Regions from separate parts of the Mus musculus genome. Here regions 1 and 2 are each linked to region 3. A link is a contact called in public HiChIP or PLAC-seq and promoter capture Hi-C data. All regions are on one chromosome and are shown on one strand. The core of a region is the stretch at or near the end of the contact, and the rest is flanking DNA. Distances in the headings are between cores, read along the strand shown. Region 1 holds the start of Dmrt1i (Dmrt1 interacting ncRNA). Region 2 holds the start of Bhlha15 (basic helix-loop-helix family, member a15). Region 3 holds the start of Arpc1a (actin related protein 2/3 complex, subunit 1A).

Evidence for each region. Promoter capture Hi-C pulls out the DNA fragments that hold promoters and counts their contacts. HiChIP or PLAC-seq counts read pairs in DNA pulled down with a chosen protein or histone mark.
Region 1: a promoter capture Hi-C map of hippocampal neurons shows a contact between it and region 3, with 2.3 times the contacts expected there. The contact joins the promoter of Dmrt1i here to the promoter of Arpc1a in region 3. A contact is called at or near these places in 2 of 39 promoter capture datasets (cranial neural crest and hippocampal neurons).
Region 2: a contact with region 3 is called in an H3K4me3 HiChIP or PLAC-seq map of craniofacial prominence, with 4 times the contacts expected there. The contact joins the promoter of Bhlha15 here to the promoter of Arpc1a in region 3. A contact is called at or near these places in 2 of 39 promoter capture datasets (cranial neural crest and hippocampal neurons) and 1 of 115 datasets of contacts at active chromatin or transcription factors (craniofacial prominence).

What each region holds. Positions count from the first base shown.
Region 1 is chr5:144,355,914-144,359,782 of GRCm38.p6, forward strand. It overlaps Dmrt1i (Dmrt1 interacting ncRNA), which reads left to right and starts at 2,010. Exons shown (of 2, transcript NR_102374.1): 1 at 2,010-2,131. It overlaps Baiap2l1 (BAI1-associated protein 2-like 1), which reads right to left and starts at 2,199. Exons shown (of 14, transcript NM_025833.3): 1 at 1,878-2,199. The coding sequence starts at 1,928.
Region 2 is chr5:144,188,034-144,192,036 of GRCm38.p6, forward strand. Bhlha15 (basic helix-loop-helix family, member a15) reads left to right here and starts at 2,253. Exons shown (of 2, transcript NM_010800.4): 1 at 2,253-2,325; 2 at 2,988-4,003. The coding sequence starts at 3,039. The coding sequence ends at 3,632. It overlaps Lmtk2 (lemur tyrosine kinase 2), which reads left to right. Exons shown (of 14, transcript NM_001081109.2): 14 at 1-175.
Region 3 is chr5:145,082,143-145,085,749 of GRCm38.p6, forward strand. It overlaps Arpc1a (actin related protein 2/3 complex, subunit 1A), which reads left to right and starts at 1,727. Exons shown (of 10, transcript NM_019767.2): 1 at 1,727-1,830.

The sequences.
Region 1 (3,869 bases), core at 760-3,259, 730 kb before region 3:
AGTCAACAACAACCAAACCAACAAAATCAACAGTCTTCCTCTTACTCCAGCTCTGTGGGTAGAAAGACAGGCCAAGGTGGTTCATTTTTGTGGTACTGTAATCTGCCTGCCCACACCAACCAAAGGTTTCTCAGTCAGAAGTGAGAAAAAGAACAGTTTGCTCAGGGCATCTGATTGCTTGTCTAAAGTTGACATTTTCTTTCCAGACCAGCAAGATAAACAATCAATTGTGTTTGAGAAACTTAACTGTGCCTGTGTTTTCCACTGCAGCAGATGCTCGGATTCCACGCACAGACTACAATAAATAACCCACATTCCTCAGTTATGGTTTTTCCTTGACTGAGTATTCATCTGAGTATCTTGTCTCCCCCACGCTAGGGCATTTTACTTCCATACTCTGTCGACACCCCACACCCCAGTTCTACCGGCTTCACATCATTTAAGTCTGAACAATGCCAATCCAAATACAAGGCTTTAAACATTCAAATTTCTGGCATTTCTAAAAATTATCATTTAATTAAGGAAGCACACTAATAGGAACAGGTTTTGGTCACAGTTGTGAACCTTCAAAATCATAATAATACAGTCTACTTTGTCTATCTAGAATAAATGTTATAGTGCACACATGGAGGGGTGGATATGATTTGGAGCCACAATGAATTCTGAAAATATTTTCATGCTGCTTTAAAATGATTTTCCAGCAACTCAATAAATTCTGATTTCAGGAACTAAGACCTTGCAAATCTAGAAACTCAATTTTAGGGGTGAAAAAAAAAAAACTAGAGAAATGACCAAAGAGTGGGTGAAAAAAGAATCTAGAGAAATGACCAAAGAGTGGGTTTTAATCATGACTACAAGTAAATTTAGAGAACTTTAAATCTCAGGGGTTCAGTGGACCTAAGTGGAATTAAAACAAAAGTTGTTTTGTATTCTATTAATAGCAGATGATTAAACGGATATCTCATTTCAAATGGAATTCATTTATAAGTACTTAAACTTACTAAACTGGCCACTAATCCCATGTCTGTTTCTGGAAAAATTCTCTCACATAACATGCCAGTTAAGCGACCAATCACCACACGTTCTGTCAGCTTAAGTCAATTCTTATTAAAATCTCAGTGCTCTCTGACTCCAATAACCTCCCCAAATCATGAACGTAGAAACAGTCCAACTGCGGGCGAACATGCTCATAATAATTGTATATAGATGTATAAAACTGTCAAAACGCTAAACAAAAAGTAATCAAAAGCCAAATCGAACTTAAAAGCTACTGTATGAAAGAGTCCAAGAGGGCGAAGGCGTTTCAAGTCTTCCCAGGAGCAGATTCCCTGGCAGCCTAGAAAATTCCCTGAGCCGAGGGAGCCAGGCTCACCTGGCGATGGATTCCTAATTACGGAGGAGTTTCTCCCCTACATTCTTTCTTTTCTCCGAGGAAACTCGAGCTTGTCTCTTTTCTCTCTCTCTTTTGGATCTGGGGAGGGGTTAGCCCCAGCGGTCAGACCAGCGCAGTCACTGACCACAAAGAGAAGTTGGGGGAGGATAAGAACCTCTCGGGGACCCCGCGGATTGTCGTCCACGTCTCCAATCCCCTTCCCCCAACACGGGAAATGTGGGGTCCCTGGGAGTCTCCAAGGGTCCAAGGGGGAAGGGGAGGCCCTTATCATGTAAAGTCCCCACTTTATCTCAAAAGCGAAAAAGAATCTCGACCGACCCCGCTGGCGACAATGGTCAGCTGCTTGTCCGGGCTCACGTTCCTGGCCTCGAACCCTGGAGTTCCCAAGTCTCCGGGCCTCCCAGCCTCCGCCCTCAGCCTGGAACCACAGAGTCCCGGATCCCCCCGGTCTCCCGTCTCGAGCTCCGCAAAGTCCCACACTTACCCGGTACGTGTTCTCCGTGAGCCGGTTCACCTCCTCCGGCCCCCGAGACATGGCTGCAGCCTCCGGGAGGGCGAGCGCGGGAGGACGCGGCGGGGCCTCGTGGCCGCCGGGCGGCGGGAGCGCCTAGGACTTGAGACTGAGTGGTCCTTGAGAGTCGGCCGCCGCCACAGCTGTCAGCGGGAGAGAGTCAGTGCGCGTCTCTGCTGCCAAAATGTCAAAACTTTGCGGCGCTTCGGTCTGTAAGGAGCTGCGAGGTAGACGTAGCCTGCCAAGGCTGGGACGAGCAAAGGGACGGGCAGCCCCACCTGAGGCGGGCGGAGTGGGCGGGGCCGTACGGCCAGAGGGCGGGGCAGCCCCACCTGAGGTGGGCGGGGCCTAGGCTGAGTACTCTAGAGTGGGCGGGGCGGCCTCGCGCGGAGACAGCCTGGTGGGAGGGTCGATCTTTTGGGGCAACCGGGGGAACCTGGAAGAGACTTGTTGCGCTAGGTGGGCGTGGCCTAGGGGCTTGCTAAGCGGAGCAGAAGCCCGGCCAGCGCGCCGGACTGATTGGCCCCAGCTGAGACGTGGAGCGGGGGTGGGGTCTGAGAGGCCAACAAGAGGGAGAAGCCAAGGGGAGGGGACGCGCCCTTACTCCCCCCACCTGAAATGGACTGATGGGCGTGGCCTAGATGGCGGATGGGCGTGGCCGAAACAAGAAGGGACGGAGTGAACGAAGTCGCCCTAGCTGTGTCCGCCAGAGTGGCACCGCAGAGTTGAGCCGGTGGGCGCGGTCTAGCAGACCGATGGGCGGTGCTGAAGCGAGGATGGCGTGGTTTAGACAGCCCCAGCTGAGGCAGGCAAGGGAATGGGAGAGTCTTCCTCGTGTGGGCGTGGCTGAGCAGCCTGGTGGGCGAGGCTGGAGCAGTACAAGGCGAGGTGGCTGGACCCAGTGGACCAGGCCATCTCGCCTAAGGCTTGGCAGTGGAGGTAATACCTCTGTTCGCCCTCTCCCGGCCCTCCCAGAGTTCCAGCCAAGCCCCTACACTGTGGTGTCTTTTAGAACAGGACCTGGACCTTTGGGCTTCTAGGTCTTTGGTCTAGTGTCCGCCACAAGGTGCTGGCTCTGAAAGCTCGAGGCTCACATCCTCCGCAGGTGAATCCTCTAAGCTCTCTGCCTTTGAGTAACTTCCACATACCTCCTACGAATCGGTTTCCCTGATTGAAGGTCCACGGGGCATGGTTTCTCATGGATGGAGCCACCCACAATTTTGAAAGTTCCGGGGTGCCAAAAAAAGTAACTAACGCCAAGATCTGATTACTGGAATAACAGAACATTAAGAATAAGTTTAAAATCCCATGCTTTACAACTATGTAAATCACAAGACTGTCTAAAAATTTCCTCTGTGTGTGTGTGTGTGTGTGTGTGTGTTACAAGAAGTCAACCTTGGGCGTCATTCCTCAGCCGATATCTACTATATATATCTTGGAGACAGAGTCTCTTACTGAAGTAGCTAAAAAGGATAGACTGATGGCTATCAAGTCTCCACAAGCCCCATGAATCCACCTGTCTCCCAAATTCCCAGCACTGGGAGTACAAGAGCATATCTACTGTATGTAGCTTTTCACATGGGTTCCGCAGATGGAACCCAGGTCCCAATGTTCGCACCACAGGCACTTTACAAACTGACCCATTTCCTCAGCCCCCAGGTCGGCTGAGGCGTCTAGGATGTCTGTGCTTTCTTTCATCTTGTAGAGGCCATGTAGGTGTGTGGCTCCTGGCACATTATTTAAAACTTTTATTTTATGTGTAAGCTACTTGGACTGCATGTATGTCATCTGTGACTGATACATATATATGTACATGCCTGGTGCATATGTCAGAGGTCAGAAGAGGGCTTCAGATTCCCTGAAACTTGGGTTGCAGAAGGTTGTGACCATCATGTGGGTACTGGGAAACAAACCTAGGTCCTCTGGAAGAACAGCCAGTGTTCTTAACTACTGAGCTGTCTCCCT
Region 2 (4,003 bases), core at 1,003-3,502, 890 kb before region 3:
AGAAGGGGTTCATGGCAATATAACAGTTAATGAACTTGGAGTTTAAATTGTGTACATTTTTAAATTGTAAGATTTTTACTGTATATTGAAGCTTAGTGTGATTCAATAAATTGCTTGTAATTTAAAAACTATTTAATATTCAAAATAAATATAGTTATATATTTATAATAATCTCTGTTGCTACATTTACTCCTTGTTTTTTCCATGTGCGGGTTTGGCCTGGTGCTGTGGATCTCTGAGCTCCCCGTGGTCCTAAGGCACGAGGGTGATTGTCAGGGGACTGCAGCGTCTGGTGCGTGTGTGGTTGTGGGCTCTGTAATCCAAGCCTTTCTACTTACTGAGGAGTTGTAGCGAGATTTGGCTTATAAGGATTTGGCCTTGGCCCAGGCCCCACATGCTACTCCAAGAGGTCACAGCCAGCCTTTCTGTCTGGGAAATGGCTTATTTGCTGAGAAAACCTATGTTCTGTTTCTAAAACCCATGATGTTTAAAATCAAAAGGTCGGGTAGAGTGGAGCCAGTATGCCTGTCGTCTGGTTCTGGGGTAGCAGAGGCAGCAGACCCTGGGGCTCACTGGCCAGCCTAGCACTCTAGGCCAGTGGGAGATCCCGCCTCAACAAAACAGAAACCGGTGCCCCGAGGATGACAGTTGATGTTGAACTCTGACCTTCACACCTTACACTTGTGGACATGCACGGGTACCACAAAACACACACACACCCCAAACAAAACAGCCTTTCACTGGGTTTGGCATGGTGTGTGCCTGTAATACCAGCAGATGGGTGCTGAGGCAGGAGGATTGCCATGTGTCCATAACAGCCCAGGCTCTGGTAAGGATGAGGTCCTGTCTCAAAAAGCAGTAGCAGTTGTATGCAGTATGGGGGTGTCTCAGTTCCCCCCGCCCCCAGTCCTTTCATTGAAGTCCAAATGACATGAGGGAGGTGACAGCTTTCTACCAGAACCATGGCCCACATGACTGTGTCACAAGTACTGAGACCCAAGCCTGCTGAACTTAGCCAGAGCTATGCAGAGTCCTGGCTGAGTTGTTTAGACCTGTCCTATTAATGGGGGGGTGGGGGGGAGACACACTACTATTAGTTGAGCCTAGTGACCAGTTACCCTTATGATTCCTGCAGCAAGAGGCTGAGGCAGAAGGGTAGCCATGAGTCTGAGGACAGCCTTGGCTTTGGAGTCTGTCTCTAAAAGGAAAAAAAAGAGCCAGGGATGTAGCTGAGCTGAGCACATGTGAAGAAACACTGGTTTGGTCCCTAGCACCACACTGCCCCAACACACATCTGTAACTACAACAGTCACTGGATCAAAGAATATATATTTTCAGCACATTTTAGTTGAGTGTGCCATGACCCAATTGCAGTTCTAGCACTTGGGAGGCAGAGGAGACACTGGAGGGTCAGGTGCGCAAGGGCAGCCAGTGTGCTACAGCTAGCAAAATGGCACAGCTGGTAACGTCACGTGCAGCCAAACCGAAGGACTTGAGTTCGACCCCGGCACAACGTGGTGGAAGTAGAGAACAGACTCCTGCAAGCTGTCCCTCTGACCTAGGAGCATGCACATACACCAAAAATAGACACACAGATAAAGGCTAGCAAGAAAACCTGTTTTCTGTGAGCAACATGACACTCACATAGAGGTCAGAGAACAACTTGGGGGAATTGGTTCTCTCCTCCCACTTTGTGGGTCCCAGGCTCCTCAGTCTTGGCATCTTCCCCTCTACCCATAGGCATCTTACTGCCCCATAACCTTTTATATTGTAATTCCCTTGTAACCTCGGGAAACCAAGGCAGGAGCTAGCAACAGATAGGTAGACATGGGTGGCACCCCCTTGCACCCCATTTCAGTAAGGGGAGACAAAAAGAGGAACAGCCCTGTCCTTGAGCCCTTAGGACTAGCAGAGTCCGCTGGAGAAACCAGGGTGCTCCAGGGCAGGGAAGGAGAGAGCTTGCCAGCTTCGCTCAGGGAGGTGGATGTGGTTCCTGCAAGACTATGCAGGGTGGCTTATCCTAGACTCTGTTCTGACTCTTAACCCCAAGGCCAGGTGTCCTGGCCAGATGCGATCCGGGTCCCCCCCCCCCCCTCCCCGCCCTGGCAAGTCCCCAGAGAGGTCGCCTGCTCTCAGAACTGGAGGGAGGGAAGGGAAGGCGGGTCCGCACGGGTCCTCAGAGCGAGGGGCGTGGCCGCAGGTGCCGCCCTGGCCCCTCCCAGCGAACTCATTTACATGCTTCCCGCAGCCCCGCCCGTGGTGGCTAAAGCTACGTGTCCTTGTCCCCCGTGGGCAGCCTCTGCGCGTACGGCCTCGAATCCCCAGGTAAACCAAGGGGTTGGGGAAACTATATAGGACTGCTGGGAGGGAACCCCAGAAGCTTGATCAGACGCCTGGCAGCTGTAGGGGAAAACAGACAGACAGATGGGATGGTGGCTTCCACTCAGACTGGCTGGTGCTGTCCACGTGGTAGAACTGGGGGCTGCTGCAGGGCCTTGGCAACTATCAGTCTGACCTGTGAGCTGTCCTGCGTGCACTCACTGAGGTTCTGGTTCTGATCATGTCTGGACCTGTGTCATGTCCAGCTGTAAACGTGATGTTTAAAGGGTGCTGCCTGTCTGGGACAAATGACAGTGTCGGGGGGCGGGGGGGACCCATAAGCCAGGGTTGGGACCTGTTCCTGGGTGGTTTAAGCAAATTGTCAAGTACGGAGGCTCAGGAGGAGCAGGGGACCCAAAATGGGTTCCCAGATAAGTGGGGAGGGAAGAAGGGATGGTAGGTTAGAGAAAAGTGGGTCAGTGTGAACTCAGCCAGGGCTTTGGGAGCACAGGTGAGTCAACTCAGGGTTCAGTGTGGACGGGAAGCGCCTAGGTGTCCACTAAGCACCAGTGGTCAGCTGCACTGGCTAAGGAAGCAATGAGACAGCCATGCCGCGTGTCCACTGGCCACACTGAATGACTGCAGAGGGGCTGTGTTCTGAATTTCAGTTGGAAGGGCCTCACCCAGCCACCACCTCCTGGGAAAACCAGCCTGGAGCTATGAAGACCAAAAACCGGCCCCCTCGGCGCCGAACACCCATGCAGGACACAGAAGCCACCCCAGGAGAGCAGACACCTGACAGACCCCAGTCAGGCTCAGGGGGGTCAGAGCTGACAAAGGGTCTCCGGAGCAGGACAGCGCGTGCAAGCGGAGGTCGGGGAGAGGTCAGCCGCCGGCGACAGGGGTCTGGTGGCCGCAGGGAGAACAGTGTTCAGAGGCGGCTGGAGAGCAATGAGCGAGAGAGGCAGCGGATGCATAAACTCAACAATGCCTTCCAGGCACTGCGCGAGGTCATCCCGCACGTGCGGGCTGACAAGAAGCTCTCCAAGATCGAGACCCTCACGCTGGCCAAGAACTATATCAAGTCGCTGACCGCCACCATACTTACTATGTCCAGCAGCCGCCTCCCGGGGCTGGAGGCACCAGGTCCTGCGCCAGGCCCTAAATTATACCAGCACTACCATCACCAGCAGCAGCAACAGCAGCAGCAGCAGCAGGTAGCTGGGGCCATGCTTGGTGTCACTGAGGACCAGCCCCAAGGCCACCTGCAACGCTACTCTACACAGATCCACAGCTTCAGAGAGGGGAGCTAGCACGCGCTTCGGGCTCCGGGGCAGGTTGGCAGTGAGGAGCCTGCCTGCTCTTCTCAGCTGTTGTCCCTCTGTGCTGCAAGCTCCAGACTGGTAATGACACTAGTGAGGTCCCTGAGGGGGTTTTGTTGTTGACATAAGCCCTCTCATGGCCCAAGCTGGCCTTGAACTCCTGATCCTCCTCACCTCCATCTTCTCTAGGGCTGGGATTACAGGCATACATCATGACATGGTGCCACGCTGGGGACTGAGCTAAGGGCTGTGTGTGTGCGCACTAAGCAAGCTCTCTAGCAACCGAGCTGCATCCCCAGCCCAAAGTTGACTCGCAGTAAATCCATTTTCCTTGAAACTCAGCTCAGACACCAGCATGTGGC
Region 3 (3,607 bases), core at 477-2,976:
TTTTATACTTAGCTAACCTTCTCAGGCTTGTTATGTAAAGCCCTTGTGGTGTATCAGCAGATCTCTAGCTTCCTCCAACACTAAGGCTAAGAGTTCTCTAACCTAAGTTGAAACCTAGGAAAGATTGACTCTTCTTGCTATAACCCTCCTATCCGATGTTCCCACCAATGCAACTCTGCTAAATGTTCTGATGTGTGGCTTTCTCTTGTCCTGCAACTATAAAAGTTCACCCAAGGCCAGCGAGATGGCTTGGTGGGAAAAGCGCTTGCTGAACAAGTCCGACCACATGAGTTGGATCTCTGGAATCCGTGTAAAGGTGAAAGCAGAGAACTGAGTTCACAGAGCTGACCTCTGACCACCATATGAGTGCTACCCACTCACACAGCACACACACACACTCACACTCACACACACACTCACACACACACTCACACTCACACACACACACACTCACACACACACACACACACACACACACACACACACACACACAGACCGATAATAATTCTAAAGACCATAACGCAACTGTTTTCAAGGTGGGGCAAACACTTAGGGTAAGGAATCCGAGCACTGCTAAGCAATGCTCATGGATATTTGACTCGAAATAGACTATTCCCTTATTTCTGTTAGGGCAGTGTTTACTGTCCACTGGGTCAAATATATAGACCACCACAAGACAAGGACTGGGGTGCCTACCTCTAGTGGAACCTGGGTACTTAACTGGTTGCTTCATAATTTCTACCAGAGCAGGGGCAACAGTCTGACTGGATGTAGCATTCAGGGCAGTTCTTATAAATTGCATCTACATAGAATACACTCTTTCCATGTCACCATTGCGCCTTCTTGTGGTGTCATTGTGGGTGCAGGAACAAGTGGTCCTGATCTAGGAACAGTCAAGGGGACTCTTAGGTAGACTTGAGACTTTCTACTGAGGGTCCAGGACAGGGACAGTCCGCCAGGCAGAAAATAGTCACCAGTTCTGACCCACCCTCTATGAAGGAACACAAACATAGTTTCAAGGGCTGGCAAGATGGCTCAGCTTAAAAGATTGTATTGTTCTCGCTGAGGACCTGAGTTCAGTTCCCAGCACCCACATGGTGTAACTTACAATTCCAGCTCCAAGAGGATCTGTTGCTCTCTTGGCCTCCAGGGGCACCTGAATTCACATGCGTATACCGACACAGACATCCATATAATTCTTTTTTTTTTTTTTTTTTTTGGAGACAGGGTTTCTCTGTGTAGCCCTGACTGTCCTGGAACTCACTCTGTAGTCCAGGCTGGCCTCAAACTCAGAAATCCACCTGCCTCTGTCTCCCAAGTGCTGGGATTAAAGGCGTGCGCCTCCACCGCCCAGCCACATAAATATTTTTATTTTATTTTATTTTATTTTGAATTGTTCTTCAGAACCACAAAGCCTGAGAGATCCTAGCTCAGTAATTTGTAACAAAAAGCACTTGAGAAGCTCCCAACGCTGCACACTTGGGCCATGGTTCAGAAATGTGTGTGTGTTAAAACCTCCTTAAAGAAAGGAGTAGGACGCCCATCCAGTTCCACAAGCACGCCCTAGCGCTGACGAGCGGCTGCCTCACCTGAGCAGCAGCCGCTCTTCAGACAGAACACGCCAACAAAGGCTACGTTCTGCGCCTGCGCCTGCGCCAAGCGCCAGCTGAGAGCGGCCGCTCTGCGCAGGCGCTCCGGTCACTTCCGGGATCTGTCAGCCTCTCCCTCTAGGCCTCCCTCCTCCGTCCGCGCCCGCCGGAGCCAGTTCGCGTCGACTGACCAGAGTCCGCGAATCGTCCGCTCCGGACCTCCAGACCTCCCCAACCTCAGGTAAGGAGCCACAGGGCGGAGAGTCTGGCCCGGGTCGCCTCCATTTTTTTTTTTGTATGTTCTATGGCACGCGGGGGCGGCGGGCCCAGGGCTGTTAGGCGCGGGGTCTGGAGCTGAGGGGCCCGGGATCTCAGCCCTTCGTGGTTACCTCTGAGTCCCTGGTGCCCCCCTCACACACAGACCGAGCGTTTCTGAGCACTTTCCAGCTGCCCTCCATCTCGGATGAGAGAAGGAACAACTCGGCTTCCGACACCCCCATAGTACCATTTGCACCCCTACTGTGAGCATTTACCACAATCTGTAAAATTAGTTTAGACGGGCGGATCTCCCCCCCCATCCCCCGGTGGCTTGTCACGAGTATCTGTTCATCTCGTCAACATCTAGGATGTTGCCTAGAGCAGCCTCCGAACCGTCAGTTATTGGGGAACCCTTCCCAGCAAGAGAAAGCCCATCTTTCCAGTAACCTTAAGATTCCCTAGCTCTAGCCCCCGCCCCCGCAAGTCAGACTTGTACTCTCCTCTGCACCCGTATTCATAGGGTCCTTTATGTAGAACCCTCCGAGTTCCCGTTTGACTCTGCCACTTTGTCAGGTGTCTCTGGGAAGGTTGTTTCTTGGTGCCTCAGTTTCCCCAGCTGCAGTAAGAAGATTCTTAGTCTACTTGGTTTTATGGGTTTCGCGTGGAGTTCGTGTGCTTGAGTTGCTTACAGCAATTCCTAACCCAGAGAAGCTGTTCAAATGATCTGATAATAAATGATAGCCATTACTGGTGCTTCTGAGACTTTCAAGGCATATCTGCCTTCCTTTACTTTCTGCTCTCTTTCCTCCGGAGAAGGACATGAGGACAAGGATTTATTCATGTTCCTGGCCCCGTTCAGATACTGAACACTGTTGGGAACATGGGAGGCACTTAATAAATTGCAGCTTAGAATCTCTGAGTATAAAGCCATCTGTTGTCATGGTGTGTTTCTCTCCTATCTTCTCCTTGCCCAGTTTCTGAAATGACCTAGGTTGGCATCCTATTTTATCAGTTCCCTTAATCTTTTGGTTTCCTAGTAGGCCTTAGGATTTCAGGTCTCTATAAGTTATCAGTCCCGGGTGTTTACCCCATTAGATCAAGTCACTGGCTGTCTCAGGGGTGGGGGTTGGGGGAAGGCTTCTTCAATTCATATGCTGTTCACAGCTGAGAGGACCCATTGGAAATTGCAGACTCCTTTAGAGGATGGGTGGCAGTGTTTTGAATCTAAATTATCTAGTGTTAGGTCAAAATAAGTTCTCTACAGGAAGTGTGGAGATGGTCTGATGAAGCTGGAATTTCTAATGAAGCCTGTCAGAACATTGGTAGGGCGTGGTGACCTGTTGGAGCACAGGTATCGCTGGGCTGGGTAAGGAGAGCAATTAGAAACTAGATGAAAGCCGGGCGTAGTGGCGCACGCCTTTAATGCCAGGACTCGGGAGGCAGAGGCAGGCGGATTTCTGAGTTCGAGGCCGGCCTGGTCTACAGAGTGAGCTCCAGGACAGCCAGGGCTATACAGAGAAACCCTGTCTCAAAAAACCAAAAAAAAAAAAAAAAAAGAAAAAGAAAAAAGAAACTAGGTGAATCAATGACTTGAAATTGACCCTAACAGGGAATGGAAACTCTAACTTATGTGAATTTGTCAAGTCCCAGTGGAATGGGGTCAAGACACCAACATGTCCTTCTAGGACTGGTTCAAAGCTTTGTGTCAGAGGAAGAAAGAAAACCAATTTACTGGGCTTCCAAGATGGCTCCACCACTAA